Linked DNA regions of Bos taurus: region 2 is linked to region 1. Evidence: chromatin contacts called from public Hi-C data. All regions are on one chromosome and are shown on one strand. The core of a region is the stretch at or near the end of the contact, and the rest is flanking DNA. Distances in the headings are between cores, read along the strand shown. Region 1 holds the start of NLRC5 (NLR family CARD domain containing 5). Region 2 overlaps NLRC5 (NLR family CARD domain containing 5).

What was found. Hi-C and Micro-C count contacts between places; a contact is called where the count stands out from the background.
Region 2: a contact with region 1 is called in a Hi-C map of liver, with 3 times the contacts expected there. The contact joins the enhancer-like site here to the promoter of NLRC5 in region 1. A contact is called at or near these places in 4 of 11 Hi-C or Micro-C datasets (blastocyst, blood, liver and 1 more).

Annotation. Positions count from the first base shown.
Region 1 is chr18:25,007,028-25,012,853 of ARS-UCD2.0, forward strand. It overlaps NLRC5 (NLR family CARD domain containing 5), which reads left to right and starts at 2,866. Exons shown (of 49, transcript XM_059877430.1): 1 at 2,866-2,904.
Region 2 is chr18:25,070,252-25,075,594 of ARS-UCD2.0, forward strand. It overlaps NLRC5 (NLR family CARD domain containing 5), which reads left to right. Exons shown (of 49, transcript XM_059877430.1): 21 at 439-528; 22 at 1,732-1,776; 23 at 2,826-2,912; 24 at 3,720-3,803. Among named protein-coding and RNA genes, the nearest start is that of MIR2285N-3, 6.9 kb to the left of the region's middle. Within about 2 kb of position 2,335, at least 31 of the 102 cell types and tissues checked have an H3K27ac peak or open chromatin away from gene starts, as enhancers often do. A contact at or near this core is called in liver and skeletal muscle, where this site is marked.

The DNA.
Region 1 (5,826 bases), core at 1,616-4,115:
TATGAGGATAACCAGGCAGCTCCTTCCCCAAAACAGAAACTTTCACCATCACAAGTGCCAGAGAGCTTGCTTGGAGCTCTGCCTCATGTGGACCACAGCCCAGCCAGAAGCCCACAAGGCCCCGGGGCTCATTTCTACTCCAGGAAAGTGCAGCCCCTCAGCTTCTTTCACCATCCCGGGAGAGCATCTCTGCACAAGAGATGCAGTTAGCATCTCATCACTGTGGTTAGCAGGACATGTGGAGTCCCAGAGCTTGCCAGAACAGCACCAACCTGCTGGACACCTCTCCTAACTCCTGCCCCTTCCCTCCAAGCCCAGAGACTCAGACCTAGGCTTACATCAAAAGACTGGGAAGTCCCCCAGCACAGCTGGGGGCATCTGCTGCTTCCTCCAGGGAGGAAACAAGGGCTGCCCAAGGCCAGGTCCTGTGGACGCACATCCTGCCACCTGGGCTGCTGACCCAGGAGAGGTTAGGGCCCTTGTGTGGGACCAGCCTTGGGCAATGGGGAATGCAGGGGGAAGGCTTGGTCTTCAAATCTACATCCAAATACCAGTATCTTGAAATAGTAGTTTGGAGTTCCTCTGCCTCGGTTCCCTCATCTGTTAAATGGGATGATGATAATACTTTCCACACAGTGGTCTGGTAAGGACTGAGTTCGTTTGGAGGGACTAACATGGTGGCCAAGAGCAGGGGTTCTGGAGTGCCCCTGCTTGGGTCCAAACCCCAGCTTCTTCGCTGCTAGCTGTGTAATCTCGACATGTTACCTCCCTGTTTCCTCACTTGTAAAAATGGAGATTAAAAGGCTGCCATGAGGATTAAAGGGGCAAGCATAAGTACTTAGAGTAGGTACCAGTGCTCACAAATGTCAGGTATTGGTTTTACTCCATGGAAACGGTACTTGGCACACAAGCTAAATGGTACTTGCCCAGTAAATGTAGGCTCCACCCTCTGGTCCCCTTGATTGTTACGTCTTGTGTTTCCTACCCCCAAATTCAAACACACAAGATTCCCTTTGATCTCCCATCTGTAAAATGTTATTACCTTGTTCATACTCAAGTGTAAATGACTGGTAGTCATTTAATTTATACCAGAGGAGCAGTCAAAAATTCAGCCAAAAGAACGATGTGCTGATGGTGGATTCTCAGGCCACCAGCCAGGCTGAGGGTAGGGGGCACTTGGGAAGGTAGCTCTCCCAGAGTCCTTCAGTGATAACCTTATCAGCCGGCCAGGTACCTCGAGGGTAGAAAGGATATCAGGCCCAAGACCCAGCTCTGCTTCTAAGTGCTGTGTGACTTTCAGCAACTCACTGACCTCTCTGAATTTCAGCTTCCTCATCTGCTTAACGGGATTACTTTTCTGCCTTTCTCAAGGGGCTGTTTGAAATTAAATGCACCTGAAAATGGTCTGCATTTGTCTCTCCAGATTGTGGTTATCTGTCCATGCGTCCGTCCACTCTCCCCAGCCTGGGCAGGGAGGAGGTGTTCTGTGAACACGAGTGGTACTGAAGTGCACATCCTGATCTTGGGACATAACCCCATCCATGCATCCAGTCACAGCCCACATGCACTTTCTCTTCCATCTCCCATCATGCCCTGCAGTGACCCGGCGAAGCTGGGAATACCCCATTTAGCAGAGGAGGAAACTGAGGCCTGGGGAGGACAGGGCATTTGCCTGAGGCCACATAGCTAGAAGTGGTGGGCCTGGGAATCAGCCACAAGCACTTGACTGCCAAATCTCTGCCATCACATGATATCTGGTCATCAGAGCTGGTGCTGGAAGGGCAGCAGCTTCCCTTCTCCCTTCTCACAGGGCTGTGGGATGGGCAGAAAGATGCCTCGCTCACTTCAGGCACAGGCTGCATCAGCCTTAACTGTAGGAGGTCACGTTTTAAAGATCTCTACGTGGAGGGATCATCACCCTACAGACAGCAAACTTCAGGCTCAGAGAAGTAAAGGCATTTGGCCAGGAAGTTGAGGGCAGGACTTGAACCCAAGGATGTCAGACCCCGATGGTTGTGCTCTGACCACTACTTGGCAGTGCCCTGACGCCTACACACCTGGCTTGAGAGGCAGGAGGACAGATCTGGGAGTACGTGCTACTTCACTGTGGAGATGCCAGGGTGAGGTGGGCAGATGGTCTTCCTAGCAGGCAGACCTGTCCCGGGAATGTACCCTCTGCAGGAGGACAGGACCGCCTGTCCCCAGAGGAATGCAAAACGCCAGGGAGGTTGTAGTCAGTCCTGAAAGGGCAGTGACCAGTGGCCATTCAGGACTGCTGCTGACCCTTCCGGGGGACGCCTTCGCACCCTCTTACCTCTCCTCCAGTCCCCTTTGTCCCACTCCTCCCTCGTCTCTGCCTGTGACCCTTGTGTGAGTTGGGCAAGTTCCTTGACCTCCCTCGTAAATTCGTAGGTAGTGTGTTTAAGCACCGTCCAAAGGATCAAGGGCTCAGTAAGACCAGTTTCGATTCTCCCCTCCCTTCATCCCGGAGAGCAACGAGGAACAGGAGGCTGGACCCCTGGGGGCTAAGTCTCCTCCTCCTACCCAGCGGGCATCCCTTCCCACCCTGCCCACCCCTCCTTAGTCTCCAGGGAGGCAGGGAAAGCGGAACTCAGCCCGGGGTCTACCGGCGCCCCCCGGGTGCGCCCATCCTCATCCCTGCGCCTCGGTTTCACATCCACGGGAGGGGCTTTCCCTTGGTGCCATCCCCGGGTCCTGTCCGCGCAGGTGGCTGAGCGCAGGAGGCACTGGAGCGGGTGTGCCGCCCCGCCCGTCCCGCGCCCGGGCACCGAGAACCCACGTGATTTCCCAGCAGAGGCAGCCGGCTCCGAGAGCCCGCCGCCGGGCTACTCCGCGCCTGCTTTCAGTTTCAAGTGGAGCGCGGCGAAGTCGGGAGCGCAGCCGGTGAGTACGCAGCGCTTCGCGGGGCGAGCGGCGCGGGGAGGTTGGGGCGCCAAGGCGGCGCGGCTGCTGGAGGACTCCGGAGCCCGGCGTTCCCACGGCCACGTGGTGGCTGGCCAGGCAGAGAGATGGTCAAGTATGGGAGGTCGGGCCGGCGGACGGCTGGACTGAAGAACGGGTAAACAGCTTGGGGCGCCGGTGGGCAGGGCGGCTGAGCGCCTGCCGCCCTGCGGAGTTTGGGGGACGAGTGGCGAGCTGCAGAGGAAAGCGAGTCCGGGTCACCCGGGTTGGGTTTCGGGACGCGGCTGCGTGCCTGCTCCCTCCCACTCCTCTCCACCTTCCCACTGCTCCTGTCACCTCCTGGAGCTTCAACTTCTAATTGCCTGGTAAAAAATTCAGAAGTCCCGCTGCTCCTGGGGTGCAGTTCAGACTTTTTAGCCGAAAAAGCTTTTTAGGATGGACAATTCCAAACACATGCAAAGGTAGCCCTAGAATTTAGGTTGAGCTCCACAGATAATGCCTGTTCTGATATAACCAAGCCCGTGTAACCACCACGGTGGTTAGCTTCAACAGACCAGTCCAGTTTCGTCCCTGCCACACGTCATTTTGAAACAAATGGCAAACAGACATCACAGCACCTCAACCGAAAAAATTTTCACAAAGTACTCAAAGAGTTGTTAAACAGACGTAGCCACCGCACCATCTCTTTAAATTTTTTAACAGTAATTCCTTCATGTCAGATCTCCACAGACTATTCCTGATGAATATTTTAACCTCATAAGTAATAGGTGAATACACGGGTGGCTTTTTGTTTACATGGGTGCCTTTTGGTTACATGGGTGCCGTTTTGTTACTTGCTTTTTGTGTTTTCAAGTTGTTTTCAGCCGTTTTCTCATGGAGGGCACGGGAGGGGGACAAGATCTGAAGTTTGCTGGAATGGCCCTCCATTTTATAAGTTAGGGTTCTTAAGTTTATGTTTTAAGAAGTTGGAGGACTTGAAGCAATTTGAAAACCAGTACTTCCCAACCTCCCAAACCTGGGGATAGCAGAAGGTGGTGTGTATACGGGGTCAATACCTGGAGTCGCCTTTCTCCAAATTGGTTTTCTTTCTCTCTAAGAAGCTGTAAGCTCAGAAAAGCACAAGGCCCAGTCTCTTACCAGAGAACAGAAGGGGAAACAAAGCTGATGATTTCATGGTGTGTGCAGGTTCCCCATCTAGGGCGCTTTTCTCAAAGCTTAATGAAAGATAGCATTCACTGGGCTGGTCATTGATTATGCCCACCTGCCTTGCCTGCAAAGCATAGCACCAGCTTGATTGGCACCTAGCACAGGAAGCAGACAAACCAGGGCTTTCAGCACCTTGAATTTGCTTGTTGGTGGTGGTGGCGTTCAGTCAATAAGTCATGTCCGACTCTTTACGACCCCATGGACTGCAGCACGCCAGGCTTCCCTGTCCTTCACTGTCTCCTGGAGTTTGCTCAAACTCATGTCCATTGAGTCGGTACTGCTCTCTAACCATCTCATCCTCTGTTGCCCCCTTCTCTTCCTGCCCTCCATCTTTCCCAGCATCAGGGTCTTGCTTGATGACCACGGCTGTTGTATCTCTCAGAAACTTGGTCTCTCACGTGTAAAATAGGGATGACAATATGTCCTTCCAAGTGTGTTTTATGGGTTGCTCGATGAGAGTGCCCTGTTCATGGTCAACCTCAAGGTATGGCACGAGCATGAGGGGTGAGAGTCCTTAACGAAGGCAGACAAGCAGAAGGGAAAGTGTTTTGGAAGAGTCTGACGATGTGCTTGGCCTTATTCCTCCAACAGATACAGAGGTGATGTGGCACCGGTCTGTCTCCCTACACTCCCTACACACACCTACCTCCCCTCTGAGAAAATCCAGCCAAATCACTTAGGATGTCTTCCTCTGTCTGTTATGGGTTGAATTGTGTCCCTGAAAAAGATAATGGTGAAGTTCTAAGCCCTCTATTTCAGAATGTGACTTTACTTTGAAAAAAAGGTCATAGCAGATGTAATTAATTAAGATGAGGTCATATGAGAGTAGGTGGGCCCTTAATTCAGTATGACTGGTGTCCTTATAAGAAGGAGGCCAGCATAGAAGATAGAGATATGCAGGGGGAGAAGACAGCCATGTGACACAGAGGCAGAGATTGGAATGAGACATCAACAGACTAAGGAAGCTCAAGAACTGCCCGAAACCATCAGAAGCCAAAATGGGCCAGGCAGAGCCCACGCCTTGAAGCTTCAGAGGGAGGGTGGCCCTGCCCGCACCTTGGTTTCAGATGTCTGGCCTCCAGAACTATTAGAGTATAAACTTCCGTCATTTTAATTCACCCATTTTGTGGTCCTTTGTTACAGCTGTAGCAAAACTAGAAAACTAATTTGCCATCCCAGAATCTCCCCTCTGCTTTCCAATTAAATACATATGCAAATACTTTGTGAAAACTTTGTGAAGACTCTGTGCTTTCAGTGCAGGGGGCACGGTTCAATCCCTGTCCCAGGAACTAAGATTCCACATGCCATGCGGCATGGCCAAAAAAACAAAACAAAACTTTTTGGAGGCATTCTAAAGATGTAAAGTACTGGTTTTCTTTACCGAATCTGTTTTTTGAATGTTGGCTGGTAGCCCAAAGTCTTGACTGAAACTCAGTCTGCAAGACAAACACCCAGTTGATTTGAGTAGGAAAAAACAAGTCTGAAAAATTGATCAGGCTGGCAGTTGGTGCAAGGTGTCTGGAGAAGAGAAGGCTTTTGGTCCCTGAGACTACCCTGAAAGACCATGTTTCTGCCATCCACTCCCCTTGAAACGAGGTGGAAGTGGTGAGGCAGGCAAGCATCTTGGTTATATATTTGGGACTTGTTACTCATAAAATAAGCATGATTATGTAACCTCCATGCCATCTGGGGTTTCCT
Region 2 (5,343 bases), core at 1,085-3,584, 63 kb after region 1:
ACGTTAAGTGGCAAATATTAAACCACTAGGATGGCTTGACAGGCCATGAAAGAGGAAAAGCTCTGTTCTGCTTTTTCACCAAGGGGCCTCACATCTTCACTTAGCACTGGGCACTGCCCCTCCTGGATCAAATGGGGAAACCGAGGCACAAGTCACCCCAGATTCATTATAGATAGACGGAACCACTGAGTTCTAATCTCAGCTCTGTCACCAACTTGTCTCTTAATCTTGGGCCAGACCTTGCTGCTCTCTGGGCCTCAGTTTCCCCATCTGTACAATAAGAAGTTAGCAGAGACACTCTGAGTAACTCTGGGGTTCAGAGTGTTCCATTGTCTGGTACAGAGAGGGACAGCCCTCCCCAACCTTGTGCTCTAACCACAAAGAGGGTGTTATTGAGTCCTGAGTGACCTCGTCCACAACATCCCTCTGATTCTCCAGCCTCAGTGAGAACCATTTGTCCCTGGAGGGTGTGTGCAGTTTGACCCAGTGCTTCTCTACTCTGCGGTGGCTTCTACATTTGGAATTCAGGTGAGAGTGCCCCTGGGACCCTGTCCTGTCCCTCGTCTGTCCCACTCATGACACAGCATCCTCAGGGCTCTGGTGTGATACCAGGCCCAGTGAACAACTGGTGTGTGTCTGTGGAATGATTGAATAGATGAATGATAAAATATAGCTCCAGAATGCTCAAATTTCTCGAAATGCACCATGGGACACAATCCGTATACTGTCCCATACTTACTCTCTGGATTGCCCTGGGAGACTTCTAAGGAAACTGAGCGCTCTCCGGTAGCCATTGAATTTTCAGGGACCCGCCCCAGTGGTGGGGTCTCTGGAGCTGATAAGAGTGTAGAAGGGAAGGCACCATTAAAAAGAATGAAATTATGCCACTGGCAGCAACATGGATGGATCTAGAGACTGTCACACTGAGTGAAGTAAATCAGGCAAAGAGGAGAAATATTGTATGACATCCCTTATATGTGGAATCTAAAGAGAAATGATACAAATGAACCTACACAGCAGAAACAGACTCACAGAGAACAAACTTATGGTTGCCGGTGGGAAGGATAGGGGGAAGGGATAGTTAGGGAGTTTGGGATGGACTGATACACTCTTCTATATTTAAAATGTATAACCAGCAAGGCCCTACTGATAGCACAGGGAACTCTGCTCAATGTTGTGCGGCAGCCTGGATGGGGGGGATGTTTGGAGGAAAATGGATATATGTATACGTATGCCTGAGTCCCTTCCTTGTTCACCTGAAGCTATCACAACATTGTTAATTGGCTATGGCCCAATACAAAACTTAAAGTTTAAAAAAAAAAAAAAGGGGAAGGCACCCAGCTAAGCAGCCCTGGGCCAGGCAAAGCAGATCTTCCCTGGTTTCAGGTAAAATCTGCCCGTTCCTCCCCTCCCCCTTCCCAGAGTAGGTGGAGCAGTAGCAGAAAGACCAGGTTCAAAAGTCCAGGCTCACTGCTCACTGGCTGGGTTGCTTTGAGCAGATCACTAGGTCTCTCTATACCTCAGTTTCCTCGTCTGTGACGTGGACAATTTTATCGTGAGCATCAAAGACCTGTCAGTGGCGTGCTTTGTATGTAGTATGTTTATTGTCCCGTTTGCTGAGAAAACAGGCCACCATTAATTAACCCAGCATGTCTGGTCTCTTGCCTTGCCGCTGCCCGGGTAGGGAGCCCTTGGCCCTTTCTTACGCTACTGCTTTCTCTCTGTCTACAGCTCTGCAAGCCAACACGTCATCCTGAGAGGCGACAAAAGAGGCAGGTAAGGAGGGGAAGCTCTGAGGTGTGGACAGGGTATGGTCCCCTCTCTCTCTGGTCCCCACTTCCTATAGGTGCCCCCACCCCCAGGCCCATACTGACGGCTGTTAGCTATAGAGTAACCCACCCATATCTGACAGGCTGGAATGGATCACTTCTGTAACCCTCTTCCCCATATTAACATGCAGTAATGAGCTGCCTTAAATCTTTTCTCAGAAGGCCTGCACGTGGGAGGGAGGGCGGAGCCGACGGATGATGCTACCACAAGACAGGTGCCAGCAGATAGCGGCTGTGTTGGAGGGTGGCGGGGAGCAGCCCTGTCTCTGCCTCCGGAGACCTTTGTAGAACGGTGGGCTGCCTGCTGTCTATGGGGTCACACAGAGTCGGACACGACTGAAGTGACTTAGCAGCAGCAGCGGCAGCAGACTCCTCCCTTCCTGTGAATCACTGCCCTTCCACACGCTGAGTATCACATTTGAGAAACCAAGAACCGTTGGTGCTCTGAAAAAGTTTCCATGCCTTTGCGGTAAACAAGTTCCTCCTGTGCCAGGGCTCCGGGCTGCCCCCTAGTGGAGGCAGGCCACCTGGCCTCACCTTGGCCGGTACAAGGGCGCCTCATGTGGGGCCAGCTGGGCAGAGTGCATTTCCAGACAATGCCTTAGAGAAAAGCCTTACGGTAGTAAGTGGGCTGCCTGAAGCCAGGGTGGTCTTGCTTGCAGAGCTAGGGTCTCCATTTCTAGGGACTCTCTGGGTTCTTGAAACCAGAAGGATCAAGGCACAGAGAGGGGAAGTCATGTGAATGCTGCCCACAGTGATGGTCAGAAAGAGGAGGGCTCTTGTCCTCGCACCCCTCAACCTGGTCAGGTGCTGCCCACGTGGACAGGTATAAGCTGTGGGCATCCTCGCTCTGACTTCCCTTCCCTGGGCCTCAGTTGCCCCATCCGTCCAGGGAGGGGCTTGACTGTGACAAGGGCTCCTACCAGCCCTAATGAGTCGAGTCTTCCAGTATGGATGCTTGGAATTTTCCTCTCAAGATGGTTTCCCCGCTTGCAGGGATCTGTTGGCTGCTGGATCTTTGCCAGAGTTCCGAGCTGGAGCCCGGTTGGGATCTGGTCAGCGCCACGTCCCCAGGAGCTTCTGGTACCGTCTTACCGCCTCTTGTTTGGGGGTAACCACAATGGGGTGAAGGGTGAGGGAGTGGAGAGTCTGGGAGGGCTGCTGATGGGGCTGCGGGATCCAACATTCCCCTTGTGGAGGAGTCCATGTTATTTTCTCGGAAGACTTCCCAGCCCTACCGTGAGGGGCTGTGAGACCCTGGTTGGGCCCCTCCTGTCTCTGGGGTTGATTTCCTCACCTAAGAAGAGAGACACCGTAGCTCATAGCTGGTGCCTGAACAGGGTTATCAGGGAGCAGGGAGGGGCAGGAAGCAGGCAGAGTATAAACACCTCGTGGGGAGGAGGCGGTGGCGGGGAGTGAAGGTTTGGCTCTCGGGGAGCATTTCTGGGTGGCTAAAACTTATATGGGGAGAGTGGAGGTGAGTGGAGACGTGGGAAAGGCGTTTCACTTTTACCCTAAGGATACTGGGGAGCCACAAAGGGTTTTCAGCACAGGAGAGGGTGGTCAGATTTATACTGTTACAGATAAGATGCCAGCAGGGTGGAGGCTTGCAGGGAGGCAAGAGGGGGAACCCAGGGGATGTTAAAGTAAAGCTGGTAAGTGAAAGTGGTAGCCTGGATGTAGGCAGGAGTCCCAGGAGGACTTGGGACTGGATCAGAGCTGCTGAGCACTCAGGGGGCCTTGATTGTGACTGTCAGAGTAGGGGGCCTGGGGCATGTAGGGGGTGGGGTGTTCCATGTCAGGGGAGAGGCCGGTGGCCTGCAGGTTTGGGGGCTGCACAGGGTCCCTGAGCCCTCCCTGACCTCATCATTCCTGCTGGCCCCTTTTCAGCCTCAAGGAATGTCAGCTGGAGCCCCTGAGCCTCTCCTACCTCTGCAAGTCTCTGGAGAAGTGCCCAGGGCCCCTGGAAGTCCAGTAAGTACTGAGGACACAGCCCAGGGCCACAGCATGGGCACCTGCCCAGTGGCCTGGGGTGTGGGTGGCCTGGTTAGAGGCCAGGTGAGTCCTTCCTGGTCCCTTCCTGCCAGACCCCGCAGCCCGACCTCAGGGGAGTTCCTGGAGGCTCGGTGCCTCCCAGTGGCCCCAGCTTCAGGCACCTCACCCCTCCCCCCGAGAGAGGCTGTGCCAGGCCTGGGGCTTCATCTCCCGTCTGCTCAACTCAGGGCACCTGGGAGCCCCAGTCTGCCCCCACCCCACCCTGGGAGCCCCACCCTGGATCCCACCTTGGCCTGCCTCTCTGGCTGGAACCTGTCACTCTGAAGGCTCCTCCTCAGGGGACCCCGTCCACCCTGGATACCAGCTCACCCCAGAATACATGGGTCTGTGACCAGAGGCTGGGCTTAGAATCAGGAGTCCTAGCTCAGCCACCGACCAGCTGGATGACTTAAGGCAAACAAATGGCTTTAACCCCTTGGTTCTCAGCTTTGTCATCTGCAAAGTGGTCAGTCAGACTTTTCCTGCCCTCATCATCATTGCTGTCATTTTCTTATAATAATTACCGTAAAATAAAGAAACCCAAGACAAACCTGCCTCACCTAAATAACCCCTTCCCTTTTCAACTCAGCATCGTTGTTTGTCCTGGTGGCCCTCTCCATTTGTGTATACAGCTTTTTCCTGTTTGAAGTCACAGGCCAGCTACATTCTGCAGTTTCACTTTACATTGCCCCATATGTTCTTTTCCATTTTTCTAGGTTTTTTCTTTTCCCTTGCGTTCTGGCTCCCATTTCCAATGCCCTTCTGGCCCTTGCAACAAGCTCATTATCCATTATTATTAACATTATCATTGTTAACAATATCCTTATGTTGACACCAGGGGTGTGTCCTTTCATGCCTCTCTCCTTGTTCAAATACATACGGACACAGAGGACGAGGGAGTGTGATGTTGTTAACAGACACAGGATCTCAACAAGCTCTGCAACAACCTTTTGTCTATCACAGAACACTGTGGCTTTCCTGAAATATCGAGACGTGTGGAACCAATGAATTTTCAAACAAACCATTTATTTTAGAACAGTTGGTGACTTGCTTTATAGAAAAGCTGCAAAGCTAGTCCAGAGTTCCCTCACCCACTCACCCCTGCTTGTTAATATCGTTTATATCATGGTACATGACGTGTATGTTTCAGCATTCCATGTGAGATGTTGTGATGGGTAAAGGTTCTGTTGCTTCAAAAACAACAACAACAGTGTGTAAACCCAGCATTGACCCAAGCAGAGGCCATGGCACTATGTCTGTTGGGTGTCCAGTGGAAAGCCACTGGTGTTTGTGGTCAGACCACCCCTCAATGAAAGCCACTGCCTGTGCCCTGAGCCCCAGACCCAGTCCTAGGACAGAGGAGGTATAGCTGAGCCTACAGCCTGGGTCCTGACAGGCTCCTCGCTTCCAACTCCAGAACCACAGGCGGCCCCTGCCACTGTTCCCCACAAGCTGGGTTCCCCTCCAGCCAGAAAAGCAC